Linked DNA regions of Mus musculus: region 2 is linked to region 1. A link is a contact called in public HiChIP or PLAC-seq data. All regions are on one chromosome and are shown on one strand. The core of a region is the stretch at or near the end of the contact, and the rest is flanking DNA. Distances in the headings are between cores, read along the strand shown. Region 1 overlaps Vapb (vesicle-associated membrane protein, associated protein B and C). Region 2 overlaps Gnas (GNAS (guanine nucleotide binding protein, alpha stimulating) complex locus).

Region 1 (6,155 bases), core at 1,960-4,459:
CACCCACCCTCTATAAAGGCAATTCCAGGTCTCTTTAAGACAATGAAATTTACACGACAGGGCAAACACTACCAAGCGAGCTGGAGGATGAGTATCTAGCCCACCTTGGCACACGCCAGTGGGGCACATCCCACTACAGTGGCTGCATCAGGGTGGCCCTGCCCAAGTTACCACAACCATCAGTGATTTTCTGGTATGTGCCCCTCACTGATGTCTCCATTCAGATGTAGAAGATGGGACTCCAGGAAGGGTTGGGAATGACAGACCAGTAGAGCAGCAAGGTGACAACTCAGAAAAGGAAGACACCCACCCTCACCCTCCCAACTGTGCATGGCAACTAGGGCCCTCAGTCTGTCTGGCACCAGAGCACTGCCACCCTAGGTGTGGCACAAGCAGTCAATGTGACAGCACATCCCCACTCACAGGACCCCTGAGAGCAGAGAGCTACACAGGAAGACACTAACACGTGTGTCTGCCGTTCTGTACAAGGCCTGTGATTGTGTGCCACTTATGAGTCAGAGAGGATCATGAGAGGGCCAGCTCTGGGTGCTCATTGCTGGTCAGCAGGACACTTAAGTGGTCTCAGAGATCTGCCTACAAACTACAGGGCAGACAGGCTTAACACTGCCTGAGCCAACTCACCAAAACACACCAAGAGTGGGACAAGCCACCAGTAACACCACCTGAGTATGGGCCATTCTTACCCCCAAATTTGAATCTGAATTTAATGAGGAAATAATCAAAGCCCTCCAAGCCCACAGAACCGGACCCTAAAGCCCCCAAGGGGCTGTGGGTTTTTTAAAAACCACAGACCACTCTGGAGTACTCAGAGAGCACTGGATGGGTGAGCCCTTTCAGCTACTGATAGCTCCAGTTCACTGTACTGACTGCATATTGTACTACATAGTAAACAGTGTCCGTGTTCTACAGGGCTCAGGGATAGTCAGCAGCCGTCCTCTGTAGGCAGCTAGCACAAGAAAGCCTATGACAGCTAAGGCAGCAAATGTTCACACACAGGATATCGAGGCAGGAACAATAGGGCACTGCTCTTGGTTGCCTGCATGGTGTCAGCTTAAGAGTAACACAGGCTCTCCAAACAGCAGGGCCTGGTGTGGGAGAATCAACAGCCACCTGCGTCCAACTCAGTTTTACTCAGTGGGGTGTGTCCACAGCGCCCTCCAAAATGTGCTGCCCGAACACTTAAAAATAGTTATTCAAGAACAACCCACCGAGAAATAAAAGTCCCTTTATCAGCCTTCAGCGCCCAGCCCTAATTACGTGGGTGACATGTCAGACGTGGGCACACTCTCCTCAAAATCCTGTGGGCTGCATTTTTATGCCCAATTCACAGGTGGCCTAAACCTCAAGAAGTATCAACAAAGTCCGTTCAAAACAGGCATAGCACGGGTAAAGGCAGGCCTCAGCTTCAGACGAGGACAGCCAAGCCCCCACCTTTCCAGCTACACCACAGAGGAAGCCAGGCCAAAGTCACGGCCTGTCAACGGTCCACCGTCTGTGCCTGTCATGTGTCCCTTCAGCACATAGACTAACACAACACAAATCTGGAAACGAAAGGTCAGAGAAATGCCCTGGGTCGGTCTTATGACAAGGTCTCGCTCCAACTCAAAACTTGTCTCAACCTTCTCTTTCTGCCCCAAGGTAGGCACCAATGCGAACAGCGGGCTCAAAGCAAAGCCTGTGCGGTGGGGGAGAAGGCCCCCACATAGAGCTCGGAGACAGAACAACTGCTGATAGGCCATCTCTGGGCTGGCCAGATATTGAGGATCAGTGCCGCATGTGCTGGCCCCAGGTCCTGTCTCCTGGAGTAGGTAAGAGCCACCTTTGGGGAGAATTGCCGTTCTAATGCCCCTTCTTCTGGAAAAATCAATACCATAAAATCCTGCTTATTTATAAAAAACGAAGGCATCTTAATTTTACCAAAATTAGGGACACTGTTAAACATGTACTTACATGAGGAAGGAGGGATAAAAATGAAGGCAATTAAAGAACAAAGAAGCAGGGCCTGTTCAGAGACAGAGCAGATGCTTAGTGTGAACAAGACCCAAGCTCCGTCCTCAGTAAAGAGGGAAGAACAAAGCTGACCAGAGCTACTTCCGCTCCGCAGAGGAAAGCAACAGCGGGCAGTATCACTGGGGGGGAGGGGAGGGGCATTTAATGTTAGGCAAACCCTTCCGGGCATGAGGGCTGGAGACAGGCCAGAAGCATCCACTCAGGATAGAGCACGCCGCTGTGGTGCAGGAGAGGGAGGAGAAGGTCCACAAGAGCAGAGAATTGAAGCAAGTTCAGTTCATCGAGTCAGAAAAGAACAGCCATGTAAAATGTTAAAGCTATTCATCAAAGTTGGGAAAGTGGTACAGGGGCCTGAGTGTACACCTCCCTAACAGCACCCGCCATGGCTGCCCTAGCGGGCTGGAGAGAAGAAGAAGTGTTCGTACTTACTACTGCCTCCATATCAGAAGTGTCAGGCGGAGCAAACATAGACTGAACCATAAACTTGTGTTTACTTTTCTCATTGGGATCATAATCGAAAGGCTGTAACATCACTGAGAAAGAAAATATTTCATTAGGAGGGTCACAATGTGGTTATCGGAGTCGTTTGTCACGCTAGGTCTTACACTGTGGAGGAAAACAGCTCCCCAGCTCTCCCATCTGGACCCTGAGGAAGGCCGTGGCCAGCAGAGATGTACAACTTCCCCAACCCCCATCTTTCAGGTCAGCAGTTAAGGCCAGAAAAACTGGGGCCTGTCCCAGCCTCACAGCAGGTGCCAGCTGAGCTGTAGGTGGGTCTGGAACTTGGGTGCCTGATTTCTGATACAAAGATTGTGCGCTCACACAGAGCCACCCTCACCTATCTCACAGCTCTCGCTGAAGACATAAAATGGGAGAAACACCAAAGTCCTATTTTTCTCAAGGAAACATTGCCAAATGATCTTTTCGAGAAAGAAAACAGAATAACTCAAATCATTTCAGGATGGTTTTCACTTCTCTCCACCCCATTTCCCACGCAGCTCATCAAGGTAAGGCTTGAAATATGATTTTGCCAATAGAATTCTGGAGACGGCATAAAAGCTGGATTTGCCACAGCAGGAAAAGCAATTCCAACTCCTGCCCTACCCCCACCCAGAACCCAGAGGGAGCTCACCCAAGGCACCCCGCTGTACTGAGGGAGTCTTGTATTCTGATTCACTTCCTCGGACCTGTTTCCCCATGACTCAGCCAGGCCCAGTTATAGGAGGGCTGCTATACTCTCTCTGCTGCACAGCTTTAATAAGCTTTGCCCCTAGTGGCCTTCCCTGAAACCTAAGTTCACAATCAGGGGGCACCTCAGAGTCAGTGTGGGCCTTGCATCTCCAACCAGAACCTAGGCTCCTGCTCTTCAGACTGCCATTACCCCACTCCATCCGAAGAAGCAGGCGCTGCTGTGGGAGGAGGGCATTATTCTGCTGTCTATTTTTCTGATTAAAACAACAACAACAGCAAAATAAAAAACAGAAAAACCTGAAATAGAACCCAGTTTCCTTAGTCCACAAATGCATGCACACGCGCGCACACACACAGGCACGCACACACGCACACACACACACAGGCACGCACACACGCACACACAGGCACGCACACACGCACACACACACACACAGGCACGCACACACGCACGCACACACACAGGCACGCACACACGCACACACACACACAGGCACGCACACACGCACACACACACACACAGGCACGCACACACGCACACACACACACACAGGCACGCACACACGCACGCACACACACAGGCACGCACACACGCACACACACACACACACACACAGGCACGCGCGCACACACACACACACACACACACAGGCACGCACACACGCGCACGCGCGCGCACACACACACACACAGGCACGCACACACGTACGCGTGCGCACACACACACACACACACACACGCACACACACACATAGGCACGCACACACACACAGAGGCACGCACACACACACACACACACACAGGCACGCGCGCGCACACACACACACACACACACACACAGGCACGCATGCACACACACACAGGCACGCACACACACACACACACACACACACAGGCACGCGCGCACACACACACACACACACACACACAGGCACGCACACACGCACACACACACAGGCACGCACACACGCACACACACACACACACAGGCACACGCACGCACGCACACACACACAGGCACGCACACACGCACACACACACACACACACACACAGGCACACGCACGCACGCACACACACACACACACACACACACACACACAAACCCAAAGGTCTGCCCCACAGCTCCTGCTACTGTGTATCAAAGGATATCAGGCCTGCCTTCTGCAGTCTGTCCCATGAGAAGTTTCTCCTTCCTAGATAGGAGGAGATAAAAGGCTAGGAGGGGTTCCTGCCTGGCTGAGTCCAGGCTTACATTCATTCCCACACTATGGGTCCGATTTGCCTGTAGTTGGTAGCCCACACCTTTAATCCCGCACTCTGGAGGCAGAGGCGGAGGCAGGTGGCTCTCAATTTGAGGCCAGCTTGGTCTACAAAGCACACGCAAAGCCTGGGTCAACCCTAGTATTGAAAAAAAAAAAAAGAAGCAAAACAAAGAAAATGCTTCTTGTCTGCCTCAGAGCTGTCTAAAGATGCTGTTAACTTCCTGTCTGGGAGACCCACCCACCACGACAGCGGTGCAGCGTACTGAATGAAGCAGACACGAGAAGCAGCCTATTAAGACGTCAGATTTGCAGAAGCTGTCAACAACGCCAGCCTTCCAATTTCTTTGAGAATAGCTACTTTCATAAAAAGTATTACTACTAACATGTAATTGACGGATTGTAATTTTTAAAGAAATTAGTCATTTAAAAAATTTTAATATAATAAATATCACTACAGCTCACAAAGACCTGCTACACTCTTTGGGGTCTTCAACTGTCCCTAACACAAAAAGTTTAGAGACTACACAGGAGCACAGCTGCCACATACACTGCCTTCCTGGCCCTCTCTAGAGGGAATCAACTGGACTAGTGCCTATGGGCCCTTTCTATAGGCAACCTAAAGAGAAAGGAACTATCTGCACCCATGCCTGAGCCACAGGGGCAGCTTTGAAGGCAGCACTGCATATGATCCCTGTGCTACTCTGAGTAAGCATATACCTCAAGACCTCAAAACCGCAGCTTTGCCTACAACCATCACCACCCCACTCCTGGCCTACAGCATCATGGTCGACAGCCTCACCACCTCACTCCTGGCCTACAGCATCATGGTCGACAGCCTCACCACCCCACTCCTGGCCTACAGCATCATGGTCGACAGCCTCACCACCCCACTCCTGGGCCTACAGCATCCTGGTCTACAGCCTCACTACCCCCATTCCTAGACTACAGCACCCTACTGCTCAGCCCCATAGTGGAGAGCCCAGAGAAACACTTGATGGCAGGGCACACAGGCAGGCCTAGTGGTGGCCAGTCACAATTCCTAAGTCAACATACATCAATGTTCAGGGCCCCAGTGAGGATAACCAGAGAACCTCAGCCCAGAATGGGAACCAGGGCCTCTGGAGTGCTCTTCTAAGAAGCTCTGGGTATAAGGTGGAGACTTGCCCCTCCCCCACTGCAGAAACAAGAAGAGAAGCAGCTGTCTGCCTCGCACTGGCTGTCCTTTCTGTAGATGACACTCTACAGACCCTTGGTACACCTAGGACCCACCCCCCGCCTCATGGAGCCCTTCACGTACACCACCGAGTTCCTGTTCCTCAGCTGCCACCAGCTCCTGTCAAATCCAGTCTCAGCAGAGATTTTATGAGAACATGGAGGAATAAATGTTGGTCAGCGCTAGCTCGCTGCAAATTGTGGCACAAATTATGTACTTTTTCCATGACAGGCTATAAAAGAGCTTCCCATTAACTTAATTTATTTCATTTAAATACCAGAGACACTGATGATAAAAACCCTAAGTGAACCGTCCCTCCTTTCAGAGCGCATCTGCTGACAGAACATTAAAAGAGGCCTGTTACCAGGAGACAACCTGGGCTCAGTCACCCCTCACCCACACTGGGATGAGGACACAGCCTGCTGCATTAGGCATGAAGGTAGGACCCTTGCAAAG
Region 2 (6,155 bases), core at 962-3,461, 560 kb before region 1:
TCAGTAGGGGCTTGCCACACTTCTCGGATGCCAACTTTTGGTACAGTAGATTATCAATATATCGATGCCTTTTCTGATTGCTGTTCTACTATGCTGTTGCCAATTAAAGACTTCATCCCATCTTTCTGTTTTTAACTTACGCCTAAAGGTTAGGTTAGGGACCCCTCCCCCCTCCCCCACCCCCCCCCATCCCCAGGAAAACAGAATAGTATTCTTATTAGTAGTTTCCTAAGACCGGGCAATTCCAGCATGCAAATTGGGATAACTGGGGTAGGACATAGCGAAGATGGAGGACTGTAGCCATCATCTAGTGGGGGTAATAGACTCTAAAAGAAACAGATGAACAAACATGTGTCAGTCACTTTGTCCCCGACCCCCAGATCCTTTGACCCGCCCGTGCCCGGTCTCAGAAGTCATTCCTCGTCCATGTTCTAGGCTGGAAGCTGCTCTATGGATTGACATGAGAAACAGCCCCTGCATCCTGCATGCTAGTGAGCGCGAATGGAGCTGCATGGATGTCTGGCATGCGTGTGCGTATGTGTGTGGGCATGAGATGGTTGTGGGGATGAGAAAGCAAAATAATAAACAATGATAATGAGTGGGGTGCCGTCACAAATGCTCTTGTTCGCTGGGTAACGTAAAGTGCCTTGCATTAACAGTTAAATTTTTTTTTAAATAATTTCTAAGGCCAGAGGTTGTCAACGGCCTGCTGCCTAAGGGCTGCAGCATTAGGCATATTTTTTTTTAATTGAGGAAATAAGTTAAGATTATTTTTTTCCAAATAGGTCTGAAAACTTAAAGTCAGACTGACCATTGTGTGGGCAGAATTTAGCAGTTTTGAAAGGCAAGTCTGTTGGTTTAAATGGAGAACTGGGGGAAATAAAGACCATATGGGAAACATCGACTCAAAATCTTAAGTTCTCATCGGAAGCCGAAATGGCTAACCTTCCCCCGGCTGTATCTAGTTATTCTTAAAACCTTCTCTGTTTTGCACTTTACTTGTTGACACGTCATTTGCAAATGCACACCAAGATGGCTGATGGCCCTGGGATGATCTCTGCTTTGTTCCCCAGTCTGTGTCCTCAGTTTCCCCCGCTATGGTCTTCATGTTTGTTTTGTTTGTTAGAAGAGTTTTCTGTTTTTGAATGTGCCTACCCATCGCTGTTGCTCCTTGCAGCCTGCGGGTCCTCTTCGCCGCCCCTTTTAAAGAGAGATTGAAAGCTCACCTATCTGCAAGGCACTGCAATTTCATACAAAACCCACACAGTCTCTGCATCTTTAAACAGTCAGGTAAGAAAACCTGACAGTCCTGCGTACCATCCTCCCGGTTAATCCTTAGGTCGCTTTTCTGGCTAAATGGGGATGTCTACCGAGACTCCACACCTTCCTTCCTGCATTAGCAGGGCCCTCAGGAGACTCAGGCTGGAGACAGGAGGGACGGGTAATTGTTTTCCTCTGCTTTCGCTAAATGCACATGCACCAGGGAACAGAGACACAGACCTAACTCTTGAGAATAGGGCTCCTCAGAATCTTCTCCGTGTCCAATCCAAAGCACAAGTGGGACATTCCTATTCCTGACTTTTTTCTATGGTGGGGGGAGCTATGGACAGGGCATTGACACTCAGCCTTGAGATCGATTAGCTCAACCAATATTCATTTTTTTCTTCTGGCATTAAACTTCAGAAAGTTAGCTCTGTGTTAGGAAAATCTACTTTGCCCTCTGTATTTCTGAAGGTCAAATAAATATTATGTTCTACTCTCGAAAAATGTAGTGGTAGGCAGGCCATGGACAGTTAGGACACATTTAATAGCTCTGTCCAAGAACTGAGAGCGGGACTGAGGTGAGGGTCAGACGGAGCCGCTTTTACTGCTATACCACAGTGAGAGAACCATCGTTCGACTGGGTCAAAATAAGGAATCCAGCCCCCCATGGAGGCCTGAATATCACTTTCTCAGGCTAAATTTAACATCTTGGAGACCCACAAGGAAGGCAAACTGCGAAGGCTTCTTCCTCTTTTCAGAGAGAAAATAGAAATGAGAAGTCCTGGTTTAGAATCCTCCACCACATTAACACTCAGGGAAAACTAATATTAAAAAGTAAGATTTTAGGGAAATTTGTGAAGCAATTAAGCCTCAGGGATGACACGGCTCTCATCAGGTTAGACAATGGCTACCGCATTTTAAAAGCTGCTTAGCAGCCTCCTCCAGCTTTCACCACGAATATTTTTGAAGAAATATTTGCTTAACCAGCCTCATATTGAAGAGTCCCTCACACCTGGGGCAGGGTGTTATCTGGGTTCTTTTTTGTTGACTGACAGGTGCCAATCTCCTTGTATAGACTTCTTGAGAGAGGCATATCAGGAATCAATAGTTCCAGAATTTGTGTCTGATAGGCAACAATGAATTATTTAATAGATTATAGGTACAAAGTAGTAATTGAGTCAATCCTAAAGCCAGTGAGCTAGCCCCCCTCCCTTCTGCATATTAACTAACTATGAATTTTGGGGCTGTAACTTAAGGAGCACACACGGACCCAAAGCTTTCATGTGGCTGATGTCATCTTGTTTTTTAAACCGGATTAGTTAAACTAACAAATTCTAGAAGTTTCCATGAACATTCGCTTGTGGTACCCTGAAAGGTGCTGCTCAATTTTGTCTCCCCAGCACTCGGTGCATGGTAGGGGACAGAAGCTGGTCCCCCTCGCTAGGGTCAGCTAAGTCCCTGACCCTTGCTGTTTCTTATCAGCACTGAGAACAACGGGGGCCAAGGGGAAAGGCCAATTCCTTACTGATTGGCTGTCTCCTCGGTCTGCATTCTTCATGGAAGGCAGGACCCCTTGCTTGCCATGTATCTGTCTCTTTTTAAGAAAAATCGTCACTCTCACTGTGGTATTGCCTCGCCATATTGTCTTAAGCCAGGAAGGTCATTTCAAAGGCAAAACAGCTCCTGGATTGGGCAGAAGTAGCTAACTCCCTGTCTCTGCGCCATTTTCATACCTCCTTTTCAGTTGTTCAGGTAGAAGTATTGATTTTTTTTTTTAATTAGAGAAATAAGTCTCTGCCTATCCCACCAATTCTGAAGCAGGGAGGGACTCGGAAGCTTAGAGCCTGTCGGCAAGGGTTGTGGATTCCAATTTTTAAGTGAAGATGTAACTGAAAAGATGTTTTCCTGAGAGTACAAAACCCTACACCAGTTGACTCCAGTGAAACCTGCAGGGTGGTGGGTGGGAACCTCCTGTGCTGGCCAGCTCTGGCTGGCCAAGGGGTGGCCAAGGCCCGTCGGCCATGTTGGAGCTGCACTGCAGCAGGCGAGGCTGCGGCCGCAGAGGACCTGGCCTCAGAGACGCTGTCACCCGGCCAAGTGCTGTTCACTGTCCTCTGCAACCAGGCACCATGTTCCAGCGCGAGGGGCTGCTTTGGGTGGACACCGGTGCTTCTACTCTTATTCCTATTTGTTGCCCCAAAGGTTGAGAAGGGTGTGGGGGTGCACCCATCAGCTCTTTCTTGGGCTGTCTAATATGCAAATTAGAAAAAAATGATTAGTGGCAATTAGCAGCTGTGCTTTCTAGAGGTTAGTATACACTCCTTCAAACGTCCTGTCTCCTGCAGGCCAGGTCCATACCACCTGTCCTGCTCAGTGCCCTGCTCAGATTTGACACTTACTCTCCGTTAAACCCATTAACATGCAGGATCCTCATCTGCTTCACAATGGTGCTTTTGCCAGACTCTCCAGCACCTGAGAAAGGAAAGTGAGGGCGTGGGTTAAGAAACAGGCTTGTCACACTTCACCTGGATGATGGCCTTGGAAAGCAGCAGAAGCAGCACACAACAGACACACAATGACACAACTGCAAACCTCCTTCACATGACGACGCAGTGAAAAACAACAGACACATCCAACATAGCATCTACCTGAAGTATCTCACCATAGAGTAACAAGCAAGAATTAAGGGCTCTGCTGTTTTTAAATAGCTTTTTTTTTCCCTTTTGAGTTTTGTTGTTGTTGTTTTGTTTTCTCTTTGGGTTTTTTAAACTCATGAGGCGATGAAGGAATGACGTAATTGTCACTGGAAGGGTGAAAATTTTAAGTCAAAACTGTGAATTTAGTATTGAAATGTGGTCAAAGGTACTCTATGCAGCAGCCACCTAATTTCCTGTTTGTTAGTCATTTTATGGTTAAAATACTTAGGAATGGCAGACAATGCCTAGACACTGCAGTCTCCCACTATCACGCCCCGCTGCAGCACCTCCCTCCCAACGCCACAATGCAGCTGCTCTCAAGCATGCTTCAGGTCCACCCTAAAACCACAGGGCTACACTGTATCCACTGTATCCACTCCCTTCCCCTGCAAAAGGAATCTTTCTAAAGATACATTTTTCTCTGGATACAACCACCATGTTGCAGAGGGAAATGGTAGACCATCAATTATCTGTCAGCAGCAGAGGGGCGGGAGCGGGGGGCGGGGGAGCAAAAAAAAAAAAAGCAAAAAACAAAAAATAAACACATTTCGTTATCAAACATGGCACTTGAGACCTCATGAGCATCAGGCAACATGCAACTTCAACAGTACCAAGAGTTTAAAAAAAAAAAAGGATAAGACTTTAATTATATGCACAAATATTCCTGGAAGGTCCTGAATAAGAAGATTCTAGGCTTTCCCCAACTAAGGAAGTAAATAGGAACACAGGCCTCCATTTTAAATCACCTTTCTTTCTTTCTTTCTTTCTTTCTTTCTTTCTTTCTTTCTTTCTTTCATAGGTAGTATTTGGAGGACCCTCCAGCCCCACCCCATTTCCACCAAGTTTCTGCAAATGTACTCTTCAGCCCGTATTCCCTGTGGGAATGGTTTTTCCCCTCCTCCCACAACAATCTAATTTTTAAAAAAATCTTGTTCTTTTTCTCCATATTGTTTCTGTTTTGGTGCCCAGATAGAAAGGCATTCACTCCCCCACCCTATTCAGTTCAACACTCCCCCTCCCCGAAATTCTCCACCCCTCCATTTCTTCACCCCTCCTCTTTTCCACCCCTCCACAAGTCCATAAGCAAGATTTGTAAAAGTTAAAATTGGTTTCCACAGCAGCATTGATTTCAAAGCAAACACCATCCTAATGAGCAAAATTCTCATAAATTAAATATAAAAGGCAATATTGGGAGGCTTCCATGAAGGAAACAGAGGACTCATCAGGTCCCTCAGCACTCCACCCTCAGAAATGGGAACATTTGTGACACCAGGTTTTTTTCAGAGACAGAACTAGATCCGTGCCTCAGTTTCCACTTTTGTAAGAATAGAAAACTGGGCTGAAAAATAACTGCCAGGCTTTTGTTTGTTTTGTGGTTCTGCAAATTTACTTAATTTACCTGATAGAAGTTAAAATGGGTTAAAGAAAAGGAAGTTGGGGGTATTAAGTTTCCTTTGTGGGTAATTATTTCATTTTTAAGAAATGTAAAATGTCGCCAATAGCCAGGGCAACAGATTTCTGTGCCAAAGGTCATCAATTAATTGTGGCACAATGCAGCCATGTAGACCAGAGACTTGAAAGGAGGCAAGGTGGGCTCAGAACTGCAGTCTCAAATAAGTGGGGACATTTGAAATCACTGTAAACACACACAAAAAAAGATGTTAGGAATTTGATGTATCATTAACATCATAGTGAACTTAAATAAGCACTCATATGAGCAAGAATGAACCATACAGAAGATTCTAGATGTTTCCAGGTGTGTACTTTGAAATCAGACTGTATACATATTCACATTTACAGCAGAATTACGCTTTTAGAAGTTTCCCATATATCATCTAATCACTGAAATTGCAAACGCACCAACACCAACAGGATTATTTTCACTTATTAACAATTTTCTGCTTTACTCAATGTGGCCCAGGGAGAACAAAGACTTGACCCCATCCAAAAAGATCAAACCAAACGCCACCGCGAATTAACACAGCCTTCTACATTTTATTTTTGATAATCGAACTATTTTGTTGAAAAGTGACCCTGTTCCCAGTGAATTCACAAATTTATTCAGATAGCCAAAATACTGAGACGTGGAAAGTTTCCATTCTAATTAGTGTTGTGTGATGTTTCTGTGGTCATTTCAACAATTTTCGTGTGTGTCTGTGTGCTTTTGCTGCCCCCACCCCAGTACTTTAAAAAAAG

Evidence for each region. HiChIP or PLAC-seq counts read pairs in DNA pulled down with a chosen protein or histone mark.
Region 2: a contact with region 1 is called in an H3K27ac HiChIP or PLAC-seq map of microglia, with 4 times the contacts expected there. The contact joins two enhancer-like sites. A contact is called at or near these places in 2 of 115 datasets of contacts at active chromatin or transcription factors (embryonic stem cells and microglia) and 1 of 9 other capture datasets (adipose tissue).

What each region holds. Positions count from the first base shown.
Region 1 is chr2:173,767,930-173,774,084 of GRCm38.p6, reverse strand. It overlaps Vapb (vesicle-associated membrane protein, associated protein B and C), which reads right to left. Exons shown (of 6, transcript NM_019806.5): 3 at 2,461-2,564. Among named protein-coding and RNA genes, the nearest start is that of Vapb, 33 kb to the right of the region's middle. Within about 2 kb of position 3,209, at least 80 of the 459 cell types and tissues checked have an H3K27ac peak or open chromatin away from gene starts, as enhancers often do. A contact at or near this core is called in microglia, where this site is marked.
Region 2 is chr2:174,331,792-174,337,946 of GRCm38.p6, reverse strand. Gnas (GNAS (guanine nucleotide binding protein, alpha stimulating) complex locus) reads right to left here. Exons shown (of 12, transcript NM_010309.4): 2 at 3,663-3,735; 3 at 1,156-1,200. Among named protein-coding and RNA genes, the nearest start is that of Gm30189, 7.5 kb to the right of the region's middle. Within about 2 kb of position 2,211, at least 39 of the 459 cell types and tissues checked have an H3K27ac peak or open chromatin away from gene starts, as enhancers often do. A contact at or near this core is called in microglia, where this site is marked.